2 separate regions of the Mus musculus genome follow, and region 1 is linked to region 2. The links are chromatin contacts, called in public Hi-C maps. All regions are on one chromosome and are shown on one strand. Each heading gives the region's core, a stretch centred on a gene start, on an enhancer-like site or on the middle of the called end of the contact. The rest is flanking DNA. Distances are from core to core; before and after follow the strand shown. Region 1 has its middle 96 kb from the start of Gm24066. Region 2 has its middle 110 kb from the start of Gm51997.

Region 1 (4,065 bases), core at 350-2,849, 5.3 Mb before region 2:
CAAAGATTCCTGAGCTCTCACTAGAGGGTGGACAAAATTCTCTGCTATGCAGGTAGGCAGATCAATCAGAGTTAGACTTGGAACATTGTAAGTCTTGACTAAGGCTGGGCATGGTTAGGATAAGGATGTTAGGGCTGGGCAGGGTCTCAAGAAGCATTAACACCTCCAGCAGTCATGGTGGGCAACTTTTAAAAGATCTTCATTTATAACTGTGTGTGTGTGTGTGTGTGTGTGTGTGTGTGTGTGTGTGTGTGTACAACTAGTGTACCTTGGGTCTTGAGTAGAAGTCACAGGCAACTTGTAGGAGTTGAATTCTTTCACCAAGGTGGGTCTGAGGGTTTACACTCAGATCATTAGGCTTTGTAGCCAGCATCTTTACCCACAGAGACTTCTTACTGTACTGATAAGAAGACGTCTAATGTTAACGTTCCAAAGAGTGACATAAAAATAGGTATAATTATCAGAAAATATCATTATATCCTCTATTACATTTTTTTTCATGTACTACAAATACTAAACCAGACAGATAAAAACCCTTCATATATATATTAATTTTACTTAAAACATTCCACATTTGAGCTGTAAGGGGAAAGTATTAGCCATGGGAATTAACAAAGTAGGTCATATCTGACTCTTACTGAAGATATTTTTGGTTCAAGGCAAAAATTTCAGGCTCTATGGGAAAGGAGTGGAGTGAAAGTGAACGGATATTTTTTCCTTACTGCCTTCAAGGGCAGTCTTCATTGCCAAGACAGTGTTTGATCAACCCATCTATTGTGAATAGTTCAGGAGACTCACACAGGATAGCAAAGTTCAACATGCCAGGGCATGCGATGTTTCCTTGCATTGAGATTACAAATAATACTTTCAGAATCCCATAAAGTATGCAAAGATCCTTAGGGTTTTCCTTGAGTGAGTCTGTGGACATTTATGGAGATTATCTTTAACTCCTGCAGTCTTGCCAAAGAAAGTCCTGTTGCTCAAATCTTCTGATTCATTCTGAGGTGCTGTCTTCTAGTTTGTATTCTACCAGGTGATTCTGTTGTGCTGCCAAGCTCTGTGGAATTTTCTCCCTCCCTTCCTGCCCTTCCCTTCCCTTCCCTCCCCTCCCTTCTCCCCTCCTCCAGTCACGCCTCCAACAGTTCAACACTGAGCATGAAATTAGAAGAGTTTGCTCTTCTGACCTAAATAACCATAATCAATTCAAAGACTGCCAATCAGCCCCCCTCAATGACCAGGTCAACACAGCATTTGGTGGCATGACCCTGTTGTCATAGGGCCTTTGTATGAATAAAACAAACTCCTCTTCCTTATAAATACAGGAGGAGTTTTCTATTACTACAAATTGGTTTAAGGCTGCAAGGCAGGAGGGCTTCCATTAATAATGTTAGGATGTGGAGTTCTCATCTCTCCTTTGAATGCACTCATGGCATTACTGATTAGGAATGGATTTCAGGCTAGTGTTTGGGATCATGTATAACAGAATGTATATCACCCTTCATCTTCATTGTGGGCATTAATTTTCATGTATAAGAATCCTACTTGCATTGGGTGAGTATGCTCAGTTGGTGGCAGCAATGTTCTTTTACTGAAAAATTTGAGGCCTTAGATATTTTGAAGAAAAACAGGGAACAAAGCAGGATGTATAATGACATCCATGTTTTCTGTTAACCTGCAGAACTATAAATTTATTACATGTGCTCAGGAAAAAGCAGAGAAGATTTCTTGCTGTCTCTGTGTAAATCTAATCCCCTAAATATGTCTTTTGTTTTCAAATGCAGAAGTAGTGTATGTCTCAGCTTCAGGTTGTAATCCAAAAGGAGGGTGGGCATCTGAGGATTTATTGTTGGTTGTCATGTAAATTTATTAAAGTAGGAGCTTTGATCTTGAAATACAACCAGACAAGATTAATGATTTAACGTCTGGGGAAATCAAGTATGTGATGCTATGAATAGATAAGGAAGGTTTTACAAATTCATATTGGCAGAGATAAAAATTCAGTGTTGGGTAGGAAAGATGGCTCAGCTGGTCCAGATGCTTGCTATGTAAGCCTGGCCTCCAGAGAGGAATCCTCAGAATGTGTACAAAGATGGAAGGAGTTAACCAAAGTTACTACATCGTTCTCTGACCTCCACACATGTACGTGGCACACACTCACTCAATTCGCACTCATGTCTTAGACACATGCATGGACATATGCACACATGTACAGATTACTTAAAAATCAGGATTTAAAAGACTAGTTTAGAATTTATTTTAATGGCAACTATAAGAAGAGTAAAGGAATACATGGTGGAAGATAACATATAGACTATCATAGTTTGTAAGCAATAAAGAGATAGAAGTGAATAAACAGAAGTGAAATGGTAATTAGAATGTCAGCAGTATAGAAAGATAGCAACGTGAATTGTGCTTTTGCTTTGGTGGTGATCATTCAGGGGTAAATGGAAAATTGAACCGTAAACTGGCCCAGGGATTGTCTTACTATTGTTTGCTTATTGTGTTTTCTAGCATATGAAATGATTCCTTCTCTTAGGCATGACTCTCATGACATCATCACTTTGAGAGGTGTGTAGGGAACTTGTTATATAAATGGTACTCAGGGAGCTTACTGGCCTACTGCATAATGTGACCAGGGGACATTGAACTCCTAATGAGAAACCAGTATTTAATAAAAAGGTAGAAGTACTCTAAGTTAGCAGTTTAGAATATTGAATATAGGTTGCTAGATATTTTACCCTAGTGCTAAGCATTAGAATATCTGATGATTCATAATATTGCTAAATGGAAGACCAATCCAGGAAGTTTAATCCTTTTAAATCCCTTTTCTACATTGTTTCAATTTCACAAAGGTTTTGAGTGAAACATTTTTATGTTCTATTTAGCAACAAGTTTTTCTTTAGATCACTAATTGTGTTATGTTAAAAATGATTACAGATATTGAATGTTTATTTATTGACCTCAAAATACATAAATGTTGAAGTAGCAATCTACAGTTTATCCAGCATGAACTGTAGCCAATGGACACCATCAAAGTTGAACACTCTAGGTTAAAATTTCAAAGTAGTTTGGAATGTAACTGTGTAAATCCCATTTTGAGTAAAGGGATTTTCCAAATGAGATGCTGTTCCACTTCTATGATTTTGAGAGCATGCCCTAAAAACACTCTTCCCATCCCTGTCATCATATTGTCAGTCAGATCAAAGTTTGTCTCTTCTTTCTTTTTCAATTTTGAAAATACAGTGAAGCTGTCGGAGTCTATGAACATAAACATTTTACCCAGGGAATGTCTGACTGGCTATTAAAAATAGAAATCATGAGACAGTTTAGAAATGATGTCCCAGCACTATATGAACAAAACGAGGAAACCACAAGAAACATGAATGCATCTGGTCAGTGCTCGGATTACAAAGCAATGGCCTGCTGCTTTTCCAAAAGGTCTCATGGACAGAGACCCTGGGCCACAGTCAGTTGCTTGATGTTCATTCTTGAAGGGCCTGTTGGTGAGTTGTGTCATGTGATTAGGAAATAGTACTATTTGGTTGCGAATGATACTGTTAGGATCTTCTTCAGGTCAGAGATGTTAAAGTGTTGGAACTTGAGAACCAGGTAATAAACATCATTGTTCAAAAAAGAATAACGAGGCATAGTTGCATAGTCCTGTGACCCCAGCCTCCAGGAATCTGAGGGAGGAGGATTATGAGTTCAAAGCTACCCCTAGTCTTCGTAGTAAGATCATGTTTCTAAAAACAAAAAAAGTTATATAAACTTACGAGTTATATAAAGTTAAATTACAAAATTGATTGCTTCTTAATTATCACTTTTAGCTCTGGCCCCTGCTGTGGCCATCAGACCCATCGGCTGCTGGTAAAAGAGATGCTACTGCATGGCTTGCAGATGTGTTCCCAGGTGACGTCATGCTGCTAGCTTTAAAGTGACCAGGTGGGAGTTTTTATGCTTCTTCTGCCATTAGCAAATGAGGTAAACCAACCCCTGATTTAGTGTCTTGTTGATCTAAATTTTAGAAGTGATAAAGGAAATATTAAATGCAGGATAAACTTACAA
Region 2 (4,276 bases), core at 1,586-4,085:
TAAACCTGCAGAGACTTGATGCACCAAGGTTGGGGGATGGAGGGATGCAGGGGGACTTCCCTCTCAGAGGTGAAGGGAAGGGGATGGGGGAGGAACTTTGTGAGGAAGGACCAGGAGGGTGGTAGCATTTGGGATGTAGATTAGATTAGATTAGATTAGATTAGATTAGATTAATAGATAGATAGATAGATAGATAGATAGATAGATAGATAGATACATAGATACATAGATACATAGATAGATACATAGATAGATACATAGATAGATACATAGATAGATACATAGATAGATACATAGATAGATACATAGATAGATACATAGATAGATACATAGATAGATAGATACATAGATTCATAGATTAAATAAATGAATAAAGGAGAACATTTGGGCCACAGTTTGTAGCAATACACTAAGTGCATCATGGCAGAAATGGCTTGAAAACAGGACCATGATGTGACTGATCATATTTGTGTCCACAGTCAAAAAGCAGAGAAAGATCAATAATACTCAGCTGTGTTTCTCATTTTTCTCCTTTGTATTTAGTCTGGGATCTCAGTCCATGGGCATCTCCCTGCTCACATTTATACCAGATCTCATCTCAGGTAAACTTCTCCAGAAACGTCTTCACAGATACGCCCAGAAGTGTGCCTCCTAGGTGATTCCAAATAGATCCAAGCTTACTATGTGGTGGAGACTGACCACCACAGATATACACCTATGTGCGATTACTGTAAATGCACCAACTGTAATCTTCACATACACACTAAAATATAGGTGGCAATTTTCTTTCTTCATAAGAAAAATTCATTCATGAGGTATACATTTTTAACTAAGGCCCAGTTATGCCTATGTTAAAGGTTCGTCAATAGCTGAAAAAATAATAACCTGGAACAGACCACAGCAATGATGTGTCTCTGAACGCCATCATTTTTAACAGAGACTAATAACAGCCTGTTTCTAAATTTCTCTTTAGGATACTTACTAAGATATGCAGCACATGGCCAAACACAGAGAACCCGTGTTCCAATCTTTCCCCTAACTCCTCCATGAGGTTCCCAACCTCCATTCCATGTTTGTCTGTGAGCATCTGCATCTGTCCCAGTCAGCTGCTAGTAGAGCCTCTCAGAGGACAGCCATGCTAGGTTCCTGTCTGCAAGCACAGCATAGCATCAGTAGTAGTGCCAGAGATTGGTACCTGCCCATGGGATAGGTCTCAAAATGGGCCAGTCACTGGTTAGCCATTCCTTCCCTCTCTATTCCATCAATTCAGAAGGTTGCTTATACCAGCAATTGCAGATACATTCTTTAGAGAGCATTTGAACATGGTGTTGGTGTTGCCCACTGACTCACTCAGGACCCAGAAAAATGCACTGGGGGCATCTCCTTCCTCTCGATGCCCCGTACGTTAATTAATAAAGACTCAAAATAACTACTGAATTCCTGCTACATGCACAGTATAGTGCAAGAAAAGGGGGTACATAAAAGAGTTTGGAGACATTTGCTACTGAAAACAAAATTTACAAAGTTAGAACCTAATATTTATCACTTGCCTCTGATTGCAAATGACAAGTTCTAAAAGAGAAACTATTTTAACATTTATTTTAGTAGTTACAATATATACACATTGTCAAATTTATAATTAATGTCATTAAAAATCCTTGAATTGTACATGAATTGTACCAGATTTTATCAACTTTGCTAATTGCACTTCATCATATAGTGATTTTTAAATTTTTCTATGATTCTACAAATCTTAACTTCCCAATAATGCTTAAGACATAGCTGCGTTTTAGTTCTAAGAAACAGTCAAAGACATATCTTTACAAAAGTATGGGTTATGTAGAATGATAAGGTCCTTTTTTTTAAGGTTTAATAAGCAAAATTTTCTCTGGTGATTCCAGAGAAAGGTACATTGTCCAAATTTCTTATTTTGCAAGTTGAAAAGAAGAACACAGGCTCAGCATGTCCCAGTACAACAGTAAAACTGTACACTGAATAAAGGGGACAGTAAGGTTCCCCTTAGAAAAAGGAAGTTTTTATGTGCTCTGACTGCTCTTGCTATGTTTCTACCACTTAAAAAATGAAGGTTCTGTCTCTCATGGCGAAATCAAACCTGACCCAGAAACCACCCAAATTTTTCCTCAGCCAGAGATGCATGTGTGTTGTATGCTTCAAATATATGCCCTGCAACTTAAAGTCTGAGATAGAAATGGTAATTATAGAGCCAATACGATCTGGCAAGTGATTCAAGAAGAAATGAGAAACTGAGGGTTGGGCATCCTAGAGAATAGCTTGAAAAAGAAGTATTGTAATAGAAACTTAGAACCTATGCAGGAGAGAAATGGGATGGGAAAAAACAGTACTCTGAAGGCTCCTGACAAACACATTGCCCAGGTATTCTCTACATGAAACTTGGTGAACATGTTCACACGTTCACGTGGTTTAAAAAAAAAAAAAAAAAGGAAGAAAGAAAATCTCCAAAATTGTCACCACAAACAAGATTCACTACTACACGTATCAGAATCTGTGAGAAAGAAGAGAAATGATTGTTCGTGCAAAAAAAGCATCAAGACAAGCTTATCTTCCAAGTTATCGATGGAATCCATTCAAAATCAGGTGATCGTCATTATAAAATTACCGAATATAAAATTAATAAGAAAACCGACATAGTACCTTCTTCATAAGTATACATGTAAGGTTTATAGTCACATCCTTAGTAAATAAAAGATTCAAAACCAAATCTTAGTATATATGAACTTGTTTAACCTGGTAGAGTTCTCAAATAAGATTTAAAAAATAGCAGTAACTGGGAAGGAGCCACTCCCTGAGAAATGAGGTTATGAGAATGAAAAGGCAACAGCGCCACCTACTGTCTGATTCTGTAGTTACTCTACACCTTCTCTCGCCCTTTAATTTTTATTTTTAATCTAATTATTATTGGCATCCATGGTATGAGAACTGCTTTGCTGGCCAGACACTGTACTCTGTTGCTTTGCTCTAAGAGAATAATCTGTATCAAACTATTTTAATACATGACAAGTGTTCCAGACTTTATATACTTTAAATGATCTGATCAGACTTCACCAAAATAAAGACTACATTTTAAAATGTTATTTTCTGTTTTTCCTACGTACTAAAAATGACCACTAACAAGCCTATAGGAAGGCCTAAAATGTATATAAAAGCTAAAAGTATGTACATCCAACAACATGTTTAAATCATAATAAACAAAATAAAGTGACACTGTAATTGTAAAAACAAGTACTACTGCCGGTATATGTAAATTTCCATTGTTGCTAACTTTTTGTTGTGACTCTGATTCTATCAAGTTTTCCATCTAGTTAAATAACAATATAATTTTCATGAAAAAAATGCTACATATGCACTATTATCACATTCACTGTTTTGCTGCTTCGGTGATTTTATTCATACTAGGAACATTTCTTTGTTAGCTTGTTTTTTGTTTGTTTCTTTGTTTGTTTGTTTGCATTACTAAACATTGAATCTGGGGATCTTTGTATGTGCAACAAGAGTTCTACCACTGAACTACAACTCCAGGCCTGAGCAAAAATATCTCTCTCTCTCTCTCTTTCTCTCTCTCTCTCTCTCTCTCTCTCTCTCTCTCACACACACACACACACACACACACACACACACGCGCGCGCGCGCGCACACATGGACACGCACATGCACACACACACACAATGATTTGACATTTAGCTCATGGAAATGCACAAAAAGTGCAATGAGGCCACCGTATCATAATAGCATTTATACTTCTCCATGGAAGAACAGAAATCTACAACACTGGTTCCAAAATATCTTAGCTTGCTTCCAGTACCACCAGTAGCACCAGTAGCAACCTCACAAACAAGGAGGACAGGCAACAGCCACCATATCACTTCCCAGTCCATTCTAGCATTCCATCTCATGATGTGTGAGACCCTATCAGCCAGAGTCATAACCTTAGCTAATGACATAGTCACATAAATCCCTTGTTTTACAATTCTAATTTTCATCCTAGAAGAATATGACATTGCACCACTAATGCTCACTAGCTCCTTGAAAGGGTGTAGGCTGATCAGGTAAATTTCCTTTGTTAGCTGCAAAAGAAAGGAGAAAGGTCTTGACACTCGGACACCGCCCAGAGAAGTCAGACAAAGTCACAGGGAGAGCTGTACGAGAGGATAGAAAGACACGAAGCACTCAGAGAGAAGGAAGACAACACAGCAAAGACGTGGAAATTCTTTGCCATCTTGTTCAGTTTCCAAAGTGC

What was found. A called contact is a pair of places that touch in the nucleus more often than the background predicts.
Region 1: a contact with region 2 is called in a Hi-C map of cortical neurons, with 2.3 times the contacts expected there. The contact joins two enhancer-like sites. A contact is called at or near these places in 3 of 484 Hi-C or Micro-C datasets (cerebral cortex and cortical neurons).

What each region holds. Positions count from the first base shown.
Region 1 is chr12:64,638,740-64,642,804 of GRCm38.p6, reverse strand. No RefSeq gene overlaps it. Among named protein-coding and RNA genes, the nearest start is that of Gm24066, 96 kb to the left of the region's middle. Within about 2 kb of position 1,599, at least 4 of the 459 cell types and tissues checked have an H3K27ac peak or open chromatin away from gene starts, as enhancers often do. A contact at or near this core is called in cortical neurons, where this site is marked.
Region 2 is chr12:59,381,585-59,385,860 of GRCm38.p6, reverse strand. No RefSeq gene overlaps it. Among named protein-coding and RNA genes, the nearest start is that of Gm51997, 110 kb to the left of the region's middle. Within about 2 kb of position 2,835, at least 4 of the 459 cell types and tissues checked have an H3K27ac peak or open chromatin away from gene starts, as enhancers often do. A contact at or near this core is called in cortical neurons, where this site is marked.